4 separate regions of the Zea mays genome follow, and all the other regions are linked to region 4. Evidence: chromatin contacts called from public Hi-C data. All regions are on one chromosome and are shown on one strand. The core of a region is the stretch at or near the end of the contact, and the rest is flanking DNA. Distances in the headings are between cores, read along the strand shown.

Region 1 (3,174 bases), core at 585-3,084, 190 kb before region 4:
AGGATGTCCGCTCAAAGATGGTAGAAAAGGCATTCCCAAACGGAAACGAGCCGTCAGCGTAAGGCTTACTTCACCGGAAGAATTATTAGCATGTCTGGATTGTATATACAAAGGCTAAAGGAGAAAGAGAAAGAGAAAGAGAGATCGCACTGGATCGAGCTCAGTATTTCATCCACAATCACGCCGTCACGCGTGCCCCTGCTGCCCCCGTAGACCGTAGTGCATCAGTGCTTGGTACGTAGTTGTCGAAACGTCGTTGTTTATTACAGAGTTCAGAATAGATTTCGTTGTCTGGTAGTACTCCTGTTTGTTTTAGATTATAGTCTACTTAAATTATATAATTCAGCTTAAATAATCTAGATAAGAAATAAATATAGAAAATTATTAGATTGGATTATATAATCTAGACATTGGATTATCATAATTCTATAATCTGCTCAAAAGATACTTATTTAAGATTATTTTTGATAAAAGACTTACTACTTATAACAACTTTAGAAAAAAATTACTTAGCGTTACCTTTTCTTACACTAAAAAAATGTCACGAGAGTGAAAAAACGGTATGAAACATAGATATGAACCGATAAATATTATTATGATATACAAAATTTATATGACAAAATATTACTGTAACACTAATATTAATTTTTGGTGGTTGACGCACCTCCAAGTTTCGGAGTTCTTCAAGCGCGAGTGCCCGCAAGCCTTCACCTACACGCACGACAGCCCCTCGCTCACCCACGAAGCAATAGCGAGAGCAAGCGATGAGGAGCCGGCTGTGGCTCGCGCGGAGGGGGAGATGACTAAGGGGGATCTGGGGCGACGCACGCGGGCGGGTAGGGGCCATAGGATGGACGGTCCGGGTAGCAGCCGTAAGACGGACTGTCCAGATTAACAAAAGACAGAACAAGGGAAGACAGACTACCCCTTACAGTCTTAATATAGTAGTATAGATTTAATCTATAAGCCCGAAACAAACAGCATCAATCCGAAACGCCGCCGTGAGCCGTCGCGGGTAGGTCGTCGGTAACCACCGCGGCCGCGCCGCTAGTCACTAGCTGGTCCGCCGCGCGCGTGCATGGAACAGACGTATGTACGTATAGTACTAGTGTGTGTGTGGCCATGTGGGCAGTGGGCACACTATACGCACTTACGCAGGAGCAAGCACAAACTGATTAACGTACCTTGCTGACCCGGTGGAGGATGGTGGCGTCGTCTCCGGCGCCGAAGCACTCGATGACGGCCGCGAAGACGACGGTCATGAGCGGCTCCGTCATGCCGTTGGCCACCGCGGCCACCGTGCCGACCGCCATAAGCGCGGCGTCCGTGCGGTCGGCATACTTGAGCATGTCAAGGAACGGCACCAGCTGCTTGTGCTCCGAATAGTTGGTCGTGGCCCCGGCTGCGTGGTCGCTGCTGCGGCGTCCCTCGTTCGTCGTCGTCGTCTCGGCATCGTCCTCGCTACCGTGTCTCGCTCCCCCAGCCATGAATCCCTTCTCTCTCTATGGCTGGATCCTAGCTGTTTGTTTGCACTACTGGTGCTTGCTTGCTCTCTCGCCTGTGGCAGCTCTTTGTACCTATACTCTCTATATATATGGCAGGCCTTTTGTTGTCAAATATCGAAGCCGGCTCATATGAGGTCCTTTGGTTCACTCGTTTGGTCGACCATACACACCTTAGCTTGTGCGGTGGTCATGTCGAGTCCTACTCTGATGATTCCGATGTTTATCCAGCATGGGCAACACGCGCGGTCGCGATTGATGGTTGGTCTAGCCGTCTAGGCCGGCAAGGGCTCGGATATGGGTGTGCAAGCTCGATCTGCTCGCTCCATCGCCATCGCCATCGCAACGCAAGAGCTAATATAAGCCTGGCTAGCGCCCACAAGGTCACACGAGATCGAGTTCAATTCCTAGGAAGCTAAGGTTGGTAGGTAAGGTAAAGTATGCATTCGTCATCGATTCATCGACTCCGTGGATCCGGCGGTTGGTGGTGGTAACATGCATATGTATCTGTCGTCGGCGAGGATCCGGCGGAGAGCCACGACGTATGGATGCGGTTGAATTCTCCCGTCCGCCATTATTTCACTTGTAGCGCGTCATGCTTATACCGATTTGCATCATCATTTTTGTGCAAGATGACACCGATTGCCATTGTTAGCCTCCATGATTTCGTGCTACTACTATACAGGCTGGGTGGTAGTGCCTGATGATGCCGTAGTGCTAGCTACTACATTGCCGACAACAGCATCGTCGGAGATAAGTTAAGAGATATTGCATTGGATAAAAGTTGTAACCAATAGATGTTTTGGTTCTAAGATAGACTAGAATCTAGTTTAAATTTGTACTGTATTTATCTAAAACAATCGGCTTCTATATCAGTCTGATTGGATGGCTAGCTGCGCGTCCAGGTTGACGTCGTCCTGATCAGCCAGATACGATAATTTTGAGCGTATAAGCGGATGCAGGTTAATAGCATCAAAATGACTTATTTTGCCCACTCATGCAGGTTGTGACTCTACATACAAGCAACCAAACATAATCCCAAGTAAAATCAACGCATGTGGTGATCTAAGATGAGATGGTGTGGACAACCAAACATACAATATGTGTACGCCAACGCACGCGAGCGGTTGTTCCTCGCTCATTCAACAAATAAATACACAACATAAGTAGATCAAAGTTTGGGCTACCAGTGATTTTTCTAAGGGTGCGTTTGGTTGGAGAGTTAACTAGAATGGACCGGCTCTGTTCCAGTTTTTTTACAAAGGATCCGTTCTTTTCTGCGTTTGGCAAGCAGAACAGAGCCGCTCCATTTTTTTGTTTGGTTGAACAGTATAATAGAGTGGAGTCGCTCAATTTTTTGTTTGGTTGGAGAGTCATATGAGTTGAACATGAGCGCTCGCATCCAGTCGTTTTGGTGGAGCAGGAACATTCCAACTATTTATGGTAAATTTTTATATGTAGATCCTATGAGCCATTCTGTTCTTCTATTGTTGGAAACCAAACATCTAGAAAATGAGAATTGAGCCGCTCCATTCTTTTCTACTCCTCAACCAAACACACTCTAAGTGTCTCGGTACTTTTATATGGTAATCAGAGCCATGGTGAGTTCACCGTCAGACTTCATCTACCTCCATGAATTCTCTCCTCAGCCTACCCGTCTCTAAGAAGCTAT
Region 2 (2,948 bases), core at 163-2,662, 230 kb before region 4:
AACGAGGCGTGTGGGCGCTTGAGCCACCAACTTTCCTGCCGAGGTTTTACGGGCCGGCGGCGGGCGTGCCGCGTGCGGCAGCCAAGCCAGCAGGCAGCAGCGGCCAGCGGTCGGGCCTGGCGCTGGCGGCCTGGGCGGTCGCGCCTGGCGGCCTGGGCGCCGGTGGAAGACCTCGCTGTGAGGACGCGGGTGAGCCAGGGAGGAACGACGGGGGAGGGAGAGAGTACGCTTTACTGGACGTCTGGAAGTTTCTAGGCGCATGTAGCGACGGAAGCACACTGAGAAGTAGACCTGTCCGTCGATGCACTATCGTGTGGATGTGATTTTTTTGGCTGACGTGGATGAACGATGGCGCTGGTTTTGAACCGGCTTTGTATATAAGGAAATCTCTTTAAACCAACCAGGAGTTGCTGGTTTCTTTAGCGGCTCACAGAATGCATAAACAGACATGACATATGAACCGAATGGTAATTTCGGTGTGCACATTGTAATCCCTGTTTGAAGATTGACAATACTGATGTGCTTCCCTTATCATATGTTTAAGCTGTCTCCAGCAGCTTACCTATTCTATCTCTTATTTCAAACTTAATTCTGTGAACAGTGCAATTCTGTGAACAGTGCAGTCGATAATCTGTTGGAGACAGACTTAGCAGCTTACCTATTCTATCTCCTATTTCAAACTTAATTCTGTGAACACTGCAATTCTGTAAACAGTGCAGTCCATAATCTGTTGGAGACAGACTTAGACGAGCAAAACAGTGCAGTCCATATACAGGATCTGCTGTAGACAGTCTTAGGCGACATCAAATCCAGTGAAAGGGAGCTGCTGTCTGCTGTGCTGATAGACGTTCTATTTCTAGTAACATAATACATGCGGTATGCAAGGTTCAGGAAACAAAATAGAACCAGAAAAAAATTATCAAGGAGCATATAATAACAAATTAACAATCTCGCATTCTCATTTAGTACATGGATTCTTCTTGTTGTATAGTAGGTACAGAGACCCATCTTGGAGTTTTTCATCATCTGCACACTCATGTCAGAAAGCTTGAAGCATTGGATGGCATTGAAAATTATGAAGTGCTCGTGAAATATCTAGGCTGCAGGCCTGCAGCCTTCTCTATGCAAATGCACGCAGAGGGATGACCTGGATATGGTCGGCAACCAAGCTCATCCGGTCAAGATTTTTCGGCTTCAGAAGCTTTCAGTAAGTGCGACCTGTACTGTATATCCATAGCCGACAATGCGATCTCAGCACAGCAACAAATCGAAATGCTTCCATCCAGAGAAGAAGGTTACCCCGCATTCCCTCTAGTTGTTAGGCGGAGTAGTCCTGCGGAATATGGCACTGGGACCAACTTGCAAGATCCAACTACTGGTAAGCCATTGTCAACTTGGGTACCTACCTGCATCGAAGTGTAATTCAGGAACACATAGTTATGCACAGGCAGTGAACAAATAGGGTGATTCAGTCGACAGTCTCTGGTGCACGCCATATCCCACCACAAACACAGGGATTGCGAAGATAAAACTAGGGTTCTGTTTCAGACATCAGCAGAAAGAATATGTCAACCGTTCTCTCTCTTTCATCAGTTGCCTACTGCATCAGCTACCATGCAAGATACTAGAAACTACGTGATATAAATGTCGCAATAAATAAGAAAGATATGTTTCAAGATATGATGTAACCCAGCCCATTCATCCCAGAAATGCCAGGGAAGTGTACATCCCTGCTTGAACGCTTCCATCCTCAAGGTCTCGGCAGAACCACCATGGATATAAAGCGATGATCCAGCCTGAGAACTACAAGCTGCAACTAAGCGATCCAAGCTCCAATATGCCTTCCATGGACGAGCCTCTGTTACCTTTGGTCCAGCGTGACCAAAAGTACATTTCCAAGAAAGACAGAAGAAGCTCCTGTGATGTTCCAAGCAGGTGTGCAACTTCCTTTTCCCCAAGCAGCTATCTCAAAGCTAACTTCAGTACTCTCAATCATCTGCCGCCCACTGATGAAACTACCAGTACGGTACCCTCACCAAATATGCAGCGGGTGCACTCTTCACCTTCTATATTCACATCAAGCAAAGAAGCACACTGTGTGGATGAGCTTGGTGGCCAAAGCCATGCTGCTGCTGCTGCACAATATACGCCATCAATTGCAAGGCGGGCTATTGTCAGCGTCATCTTATACATCTCAATAGGGGTGCTTGTATACATGACAAATGTTGAAGGCTTCAAGGGGAAATCCACATTCAAGCTAGTGGATGCCCTTTACTTCACCATCATTAGTTTGTGCACAATAGGGTACGGTGACATAGTCCCCTGTACTACCTTCACAAAGGTGTTCACATGCTTGTTCCTACTAGTTGGTGTTCGTTTCATCGACCTAATGCTAAATGGGCTGTTGACAAATGTACTGGACAAGCAGAGAACAGTTCTACTTAGCACAATGGACGATAACAAGCTTAACAAGGTGTTTGACACCTACATGATTGATGCTAGGAAGAAAAGGTCAAGAGGGAGGATGAAAGTAATACTTGCATTATCGGTTGTAGCAGGCACTATCTCAATTTGCACAATCATAGTACATGAAGTTGAGGGTCTAAACTGGATCGATAGTTTCTATTTATCAGTCATTTCTGTTACAACGGTTGGATATGGAGACAAAAGCTTCTCAACAACAGCAGGAAGACTCACTGCCACTGTGTGCCTGTTGGTAAGCACTTTAGCAGTTGCAAAGGCCTTCTTGTTCCTAACAGACTTAAGGATGGACAAAAGGAACCGGCGGACTACAAAATGGATCCTCAAGAAGAAAATGGACAACGAGCCACTTGTTGGAGACCTAGAAAACCATCCTGCTGTAAGGTATGGTACAGTTTTCCATGAAAGATTATTTCATGAAAATTTATGATTTGCAGTTGCCTTTTAACAATTAATACCAGGAAGTT
Region 3 (3,326 bases), core at 756-3,255, 160 kb after region 4:
TGGCCAGAACAAGCGTAGTGGTGGGTTAATTTGTGTGTGTGTGTGGGGGGGGGGGGGGTGAGTAGTTGGGTTGGGCTATTTTTCAAGTTAGGTAGGGTTTTCCTATGTTGGGTCAATTTCTAGGTAAAAAAGGTGGCCCGTGCCCGACCCGTTGGTTGTTGTGGTTCAAAAATTACAATCCACACCCAACCTGATGGTTGTTGCAGTTCGACAATCATGACCCGAGCCCACCCGGTGCACTAGTTGGGTTAGGTTTTGGGGGTTGGATTGGGTGGCCCATGATCCGATATATTCTACATTGTTAGCTACTAAGATGAAAGGTTGATCAAGACCTACAAAACGAAGCAGAACCTTCTGAATAGGAATCCAAGAACTCCAAATAATTTTGAGATAGTTGCTGCTAGTATAACTGTAAGGAAACAAAAAAAATAGCGCAGAACAGCCAAAGTTTGTGCCATCTCAACTGAACTCCATCATACAATTCAGGCAAGACCAAAAACTAGCCATTAAAAAAATATTTTAATCCAAGGACATAACATATAACACTATAGGGTGCCAAACGGCTTCAGACAATCAACAGAAAAGAAGGAACTACACAATTTAAATTATCAATTCTAAGTTCAAATAAAAGCAACCACAAAATGTGAAGAACTGTGTTAAATGTAGAATTTTCACTGTGCTTTTGCAAACAAGCTTATTATGGTATGCAAAGAAATTTCAACTTGGATGTATAATGTCTTGATTGCAGCAGTAAATAACAAAATTCTTAGTTGTGTCTCTATTTGTTTTGTTGTTCCCACATCCAAATTAACTTGTACATATACACTCAAGCCACCAAAAGCACAGAGAATAAAGGTCTAATTTGTATTGCAATTCCAGACTCACAACATAACATTCTATCATATAACTGAACATATGAGCTCGAGCTCTCCAGTGTGCAATGACCAAGGTTCAGGTGCCCAAATCAATAGCACTGCATCCTCACTAACCGTGCATGAAACTTGGGCATTTGACGATTGAGCATTTAGTCTGCATTCATTTCCACAACGTGATCACATTTTTAATAAACGAAATTGCATTTGAGATTCATCGATCACCCATACCATTACAGGATCGGCACCAACTTAGCAGCTGAAGCAACCATCAGAGCATCGGATACGCTGAACGAAACAAATAATCTGAACCGAAGTGCAACAGTGCTTACGATCCAGTTCCTGGTTTTGGCGAGTCGTCGGGCAAGCGCATGGATGCAGTAAGTGACGTCCGCCTGTGGCCTCGCGATGGACGTCGCCGCCACAATCTCTACAACACCGGCACCGACAAACCCATCAGACAGCAAACTCAAACCGAGAAAATGCTGGAGAAACCACAGCACAGCCCTCGACGACCCGGCTAGTTCCTAAGATCAAACTAAGCAAAAAAAAAGTGGGAAGGGAGGACATGGGAGGAATCCACGCACTGCGCAGGTGGCGCTCCTTGGGCGGGCTCTCCACGTGGTTGGTGGCCCTCACGATCGCGACATCCAGATCCTGAGAAAACAAAAAAAAAACACGCCAAAGAGAACCAATAAACCCAGTGCGGCGCAGCAGCGCGGCCATAGATCCGTCGGCGAGCACACGACCGCCTGCTCACGAACTGGACCGCTTTGGCGCCCGCAAAATCGGGGGAAAGCACGGGCGGGTGAGTGAGGATTCGACGGCGGACCTTGAAGTCGGAGTTGAGATTGGCGAGGCTGACGGTGGTGGTGTCCTTAAGCGCGCCGTACGCCTTGCGCCAACTCTGCAGCGCCGCCATTGCTGCCTCCGCCGCCGCGCCGTGCTTGTCCCCGGTGTCGGCCCTCGCCTCGCACTCCTCGTGGCTTTGCGCTTCTCCCCCCTGCGGGTTTGGTGTTGTGAAATTTCGGGCGCGAGCGCGCGGTACAGAGAACTGCCAACCTTCCCGTCCCCCAACAAATAGGGGGACCCTCCTGCACGCACGGAAGCGCGTTCCTCACCTTCCACGCCAATGGAGGTTCTGATGATTGATCGCGCAACCCTTGTTTATTAGTATACCTCAGTTCCAAATTCCTACACTTCGAAAAATCCACAATTTCCAAATTTAATGAAATATATAAAAAATAGTATCGATGATCCCAAATAAGCACTATAAATAAATCACATAATATATTTTACTGAACCTATTTTAAACTACAAATATTAATATTAGTTTATAAAAAATGTAGTTTAATTTCTTAAAATACAAGACGTGCGTTTATTTTAAAAGAGACGGGAGTACTCTCTACTTTTGCAATATAATAACTCCGGTCCGAGCCCAAGTGCCCAACGCTGTAGATTAGTGCAATGTCGGTGCCTACTGCCCGTCTGGGAGCGGCTGGATCTCAGACTAGTAGAGTGCTGGATCTCAATGCAGAATTCATTCATCTCAGATGGGGCTGGCGGCGTAGCTGAACTGTTTTCCTGGTTGTCTTGGTTAGGGCAAATTGATACGTGCCACCAAAGGTAACAACATTACTAATAAGTGTGAGTGTGTGTGACTGTACTTAATTAAATAAGCCTGTTCTGACATGAGTACGACTTCTTTCCAATCATAAGGACCAGGTTTTGGCAATGGCAAGTATGAAGCGAAGGCCAAGCCAAAGTTACCAGTTGGCTCGTTGGGGGCTTAGCCTGGCAAAAGGTAGCAGCTCAACTATTTCTCATGACTGTAAGGATATGTACTTTTTCCTAGACATACTTAAATTTCTACTTTTGTTTTTTTATCTTTCTCAAATACGCAATAGATTTGTGCAAGTCGAAGAGTTTAACATACGGACGACGCACTGCCGACGACCACCCTAAGAGGCTTATAGTCTTACGTTCGTTTCGTACGTTAGACCGTTCTAACCTACATATTCAAGTTTCGGTGTTACACAAATGATAGACGTGTGAGCATTGAAAAGCAATTGTATCTCCGCTACTACCAGCGCTATCTTGTTCCGACGGCTGGAAAAGGCGCTTCCAATGCTTCGACACTGGAAGCATTCAGACCAACGTCGAAGAGCTTCTCTTTAGCGACACGCTTGTCATGATAGAGCTGTGAGTCTGTGACCAAACGTATACACTGCGATACTGCAGGATCAGAGCGTGTTTGTTTCAGTTTTATATTATATAAGTTAGATTATATTAAAAAGTAAGAGAGTATAATATCACTTTGATACTATAAATAAACTGAAATAAGCTAGATTATTTTAACTTATTTATGATTTTAAATGGTATTTTATCTCGTACTTTTTCGCCATGATCCAATTTATATAATCTAGTATGGGTATGGAAACAAACAGAGTCTAA
Region 4 (3,224 bases), core at 53-2,552:
GATTGTGGAGAAGATCAAAATGAACAAACGAGAAATTACATGGTTTTTCCACATTACCTGTCTACAAAACTTTTAGGTGAAGCCATCAGGTAAGTATATATGGAGCTGAAATTGTAGAGTGGGACACAGCTGCATAAGAAAAAAAGGAAAATATATCAAAATGTTAAATTATAATATAGAAATTGCAAGCTTTAAATAACAAGTGAGGATGCCAACATATGAAAGCAAAACACAAACATGCCATGAAGGCACTAGAGAACATTTATATCAGAAAAGCATAACGAAAGCAGTAAGCAGTACCAGCAGAACAGGAGGACGTCCAATTGCATATGACTAGGTCAATTACCATTACCAAACATCTTTTAAAGCTTACTGTTAAATCCATCAAGATTCAGACAATGTACCGTGCATTTCAATGTGGACCACTTCACGGAATTTGAACTGTACGTACAAACAAGATCAATTAACACATGCCGGGAACATCAGAAAGTAGCACACCTACCTATCAGAGAGCAAAACAAAGCGCTGGTTCGCGGGATCCTGAAGCGCGGCGGCAAACAACATCCTCTCTGCCTCCACCATGGTGGCCTCGCCCCACACCACCTGCAGGTCGCAGCTCGCAACCATATTCCCCCAAGTCAAGATCGTACTAAGAGGCCCCACGTCACAGGAAAGGTACAGTAGAAAAATACAGATGGTCCGAACTCCGAACCTTGACGCTCCTCGCAAGTTGCCGCCCATAGAAGTATGGGGATCCCGTGGTGGTGCGGTCGAGCTGGAACCCCGGCGCGGAGTGCACGTACACCGAGAACTTCCCCTCCTCGCCGTTCTGCAGAAAACATAGTCGAATAGATAGCCAGAGGCGAGGAGTGGATGAACGGATCGATCACGGGGACTGGGGGAGCTTGATGCTTACGCGGAAGAAGGCGTCCCAGAGGAAGTCGAGCGGCACCCCCGCGCGGACGAGGAAAAGGAAGGCGACCTTACCGGGCCCCGCGGAGGGCGGCTGCGCAGCGGGCGGAACGCCCAGGAGCGGCTGGGCGTGGAACAGCGCCACGAAGAGGAGCAGGAAGGAGAGCGGCGCGGCGAGGCGGATGCAGAGGCGGGCCCGCGCGCGGCGGCCGACCGGCGGGAGCGCCAGCGCGGACGCCGAACGCTTCACCGGCATCGTCGCGCGCGTACGGCGGTGGCCCACCACTGGCAGGCCTCCGTGGCATCCAAAACTGAAAGGCGAGGGGCGCGAGGGGGCGGGAGCGAGGAGGAAGAACGGAAGAGGACTGAGGACCAGCCCACGCCGCGGCCGAGCCCGCCGCGTCTGGGTTAAAGAGGAGATGGCGGCCGAGGCGGGGGTTTGCGTGGCGTTTCGGGTCGGGCGCTTGCGACTGGCGCGGCCGCGGCGCGTGGGAGAGACGGTGACGGGTTGAGTTGTGTGCGCGCGAGTGGAGGCGGACGCCGGACGGGAGCCGCCGAGCGCCGAGCCGGGAACGGACCAACGGGGAGATCGAGAGACGAATGTGCCGTGCCCGCCCGCCCGTGGTTGTTGCGGTGGTGCGTGTTGGGCAGTTGGACTAAAGTTTTCGGTGCGGTCTTTCCGGTTCGGCCCTGTGCCCCTGTGTGTGTGACGCGCACGGCGTCCCTGTCGGGCGCTGGTGTCCCGTGTCCGTATGACGCCGCTGCGGCCTGCGGGTGGGGACTGAGAAATACACACACATACGCGGCGATGTATGGGATGATCTGGTTACGCCGTTACGGTGGGATTTCGCTTGTCTTTTTTTTTATGGATTGATTGATCAAGACGTTCGAGGAATCATGGCTCGTCCTCGTCGACCGACGCGCTTCGGCATTTCCGAGGGCTTTTTGGCATGGTCATATATGCCTTGCCGCGACTTGCTTCTCTTGATTCCACCGTGACTTGCGACGCGAAGAAATCAAGAAACGAGTACTCTGTCAACTCGTAAACATCATTTGGAGAGGACCTTCGTGGCAACACAGAGTTTTTTTACCTTACAAATGTACTATGCAGCAAGAATCTACTACGGTAAAAAACCACGGGCATGTGCAAAGGACGGGTCTCATCGTTTTGTCGGTATAGCAAGTGGAATTTGTAATGTTTTCTGTGCACTGCCGTTCTCGTATTTTTAACTTTGATAAATATACACAAAATATATTAATATCTATATACGTAATTAGTATATAGATCTTTGAATCAATTTATATAATAAACTTATTTAGATATGCAAATATTGTTAATTTTTTATATAAATCAAATTAAAAATTTTAAAAAAAAATTGCCCAACATGAATATTATATCAACAACAATTATTTTGAACGCAGGTATAAAAAAAAACAAAAGTACCGACCTTTGTCACCGAATCTTTCAACTAAGAATTTTTCGATGGTTAATCAATCAAGGACCAAGTGGATTCCTCTAGAAATTTTCTGTCATTTTGCTCTCTCCTGATATCTCTGTTTTTTTAGTGCTCTATGAAGAGTGCAGCCATTGAAGATGTTGCTTTTCCATGCATTAATGTTCGCTGAAGGCCATAACTGTATATTTATGAAAGGTCATAAGTTTGATTATCATTAGAGCATATATATACACCACGGATCAGTTTACCACGGCAATATGTATACAGAAACACGTAGAGATGGCCTCTTCTCTTGTTTTTTATTCAATTAACCTTCTAGAGATCTCATATTAAATAGAGTTGTATATACAACTCTTTAATATCACTGCAATTAAGATAGTATACTTGTTTTAAAAAATAGACTATTTTTAATAATTATGAACAAAACACTTGTGCTATTATATCAGACAACACCAAATGCAACACAGTATATTCTAACTAAATCTCAGTTTCGTGGATCTAGAACTATTGTGTGGTCAAACAGTTTTATATTAGATCTAGATTCGTTTTTTTAAGTGGTGGAGCTGTCCTGAACACGGCTCGGTCCATCCTGCATGGCATGAATCCTGGTGCTCACGAAACAGACAGCGGATTCAAGGATTCAATTCAACCGTTTCCTCTACTTAATTGCGAAAGCAAGCGTGAATTTGCAGCGGAAGTGGCGAAACTGAAATTTCAAGGCCCGAAGCAGGTGTGGCGAGGTGACAATCGACGCAGGCTAGATGACGGGCGTTACAAATAAAGCTTGCTCGTTTTGCTCTGAATCTGTGAATAGTGTGGGTTTAATTCTCAAAAGTCAAAAAATTTCATTTTTTT

Evidence for each region. A called contact is a pair of places that touch in the nucleus more often than the background predicts.
Region 1: a contact with region 4 is called in a Hi-C map of bundle sheath, with 4 times the contacts expected there. The contact joins the promoter of LOC103651302 here to the promoter of LOC100192490 in region 4. A contact is called at or near these places in 9 of 25 Hi-C or Micro-C datasets (bundle sheath, ear, endosperm and 2 more).
Region 2: a Hi-C map of ear shows a contact between it and region 4, with 3 times the contacts expected there. The contact joins the promoter of LOC103651301 here to the promoter of LOC100192490 in region 4. A contact is called at or near these places in 2 of 25 Hi-C or Micro-C datasets (ear and leaf).
Region 3: a Hi-C map of endosperm shows a contact between it and region 4, with 2.2 times the contacts expected there. The contact joins the promoter of LOC100276465 here to the promoter of LOC100192490 in region 4. A contact is called at or near these places in 5 of 25 Hi-C or Micro-C datasets (ear, endosperm, leaf and 1 more).

Annotation. Positions count from the first base shown.
Region 1 is chr3:211,353,767-211,356,940 of Zm-B73-REFERENCE-NAM-5.0, forward strand. It overlaps LOC103651302 (ABC transporter B family member 5), which reads right to left and starts at 1,835. Exons shown (of 13, transcript XM_020550507.2): 1 at 1,185-1,835. The coding sequence starts at 1,487.
Region 2 is chr3:211,320,457-211,323,404 of Zm-B73-REFERENCE-NAM-5.0, forward strand. It overlaps LOC103651301 (two-pore potassium channel 2), which reads left to right and starts at 1,413. Exons shown (of 2, transcript XM_008676920.2): 1 at 1,413-2,865. The coding sequence starts at 1,787. It overlaps LOC100274395, which reads right to left. Exons shown (of 5, transcript NM_001148755.1): 5 at 815-1,406.
Region 3 is chr3:211,711,662-211,714,987 of Zm-B73-REFERENCE-NAM-5.0, forward strand. LOC100276465 (Putative clathrin assembly protein) reads right to left here and starts at 2,006. Exons shown (of 15, transcript NM_001360693.1): 1 at 1,705-2,006; 2 at 1,460-1,529; 3 at 1,205-1,302. The coding sequence starts at 1,794.
Region 4 is chr3:211,548,136-211,551,359 of Zm-B73-REFERENCE-NAM-5.0, forward strand. LOC100192490 (Core-2/I-branching beta-16-N-acetylglucosaminyltransferase family protein) reads right to left here and starts at 1,303. Exons shown (of 10, transcript NM_001308345.1): 1 at 917-1,303; 2 at 713-829; 3 at 503-603; 4 at 58-129. The coding sequence starts at 1,168.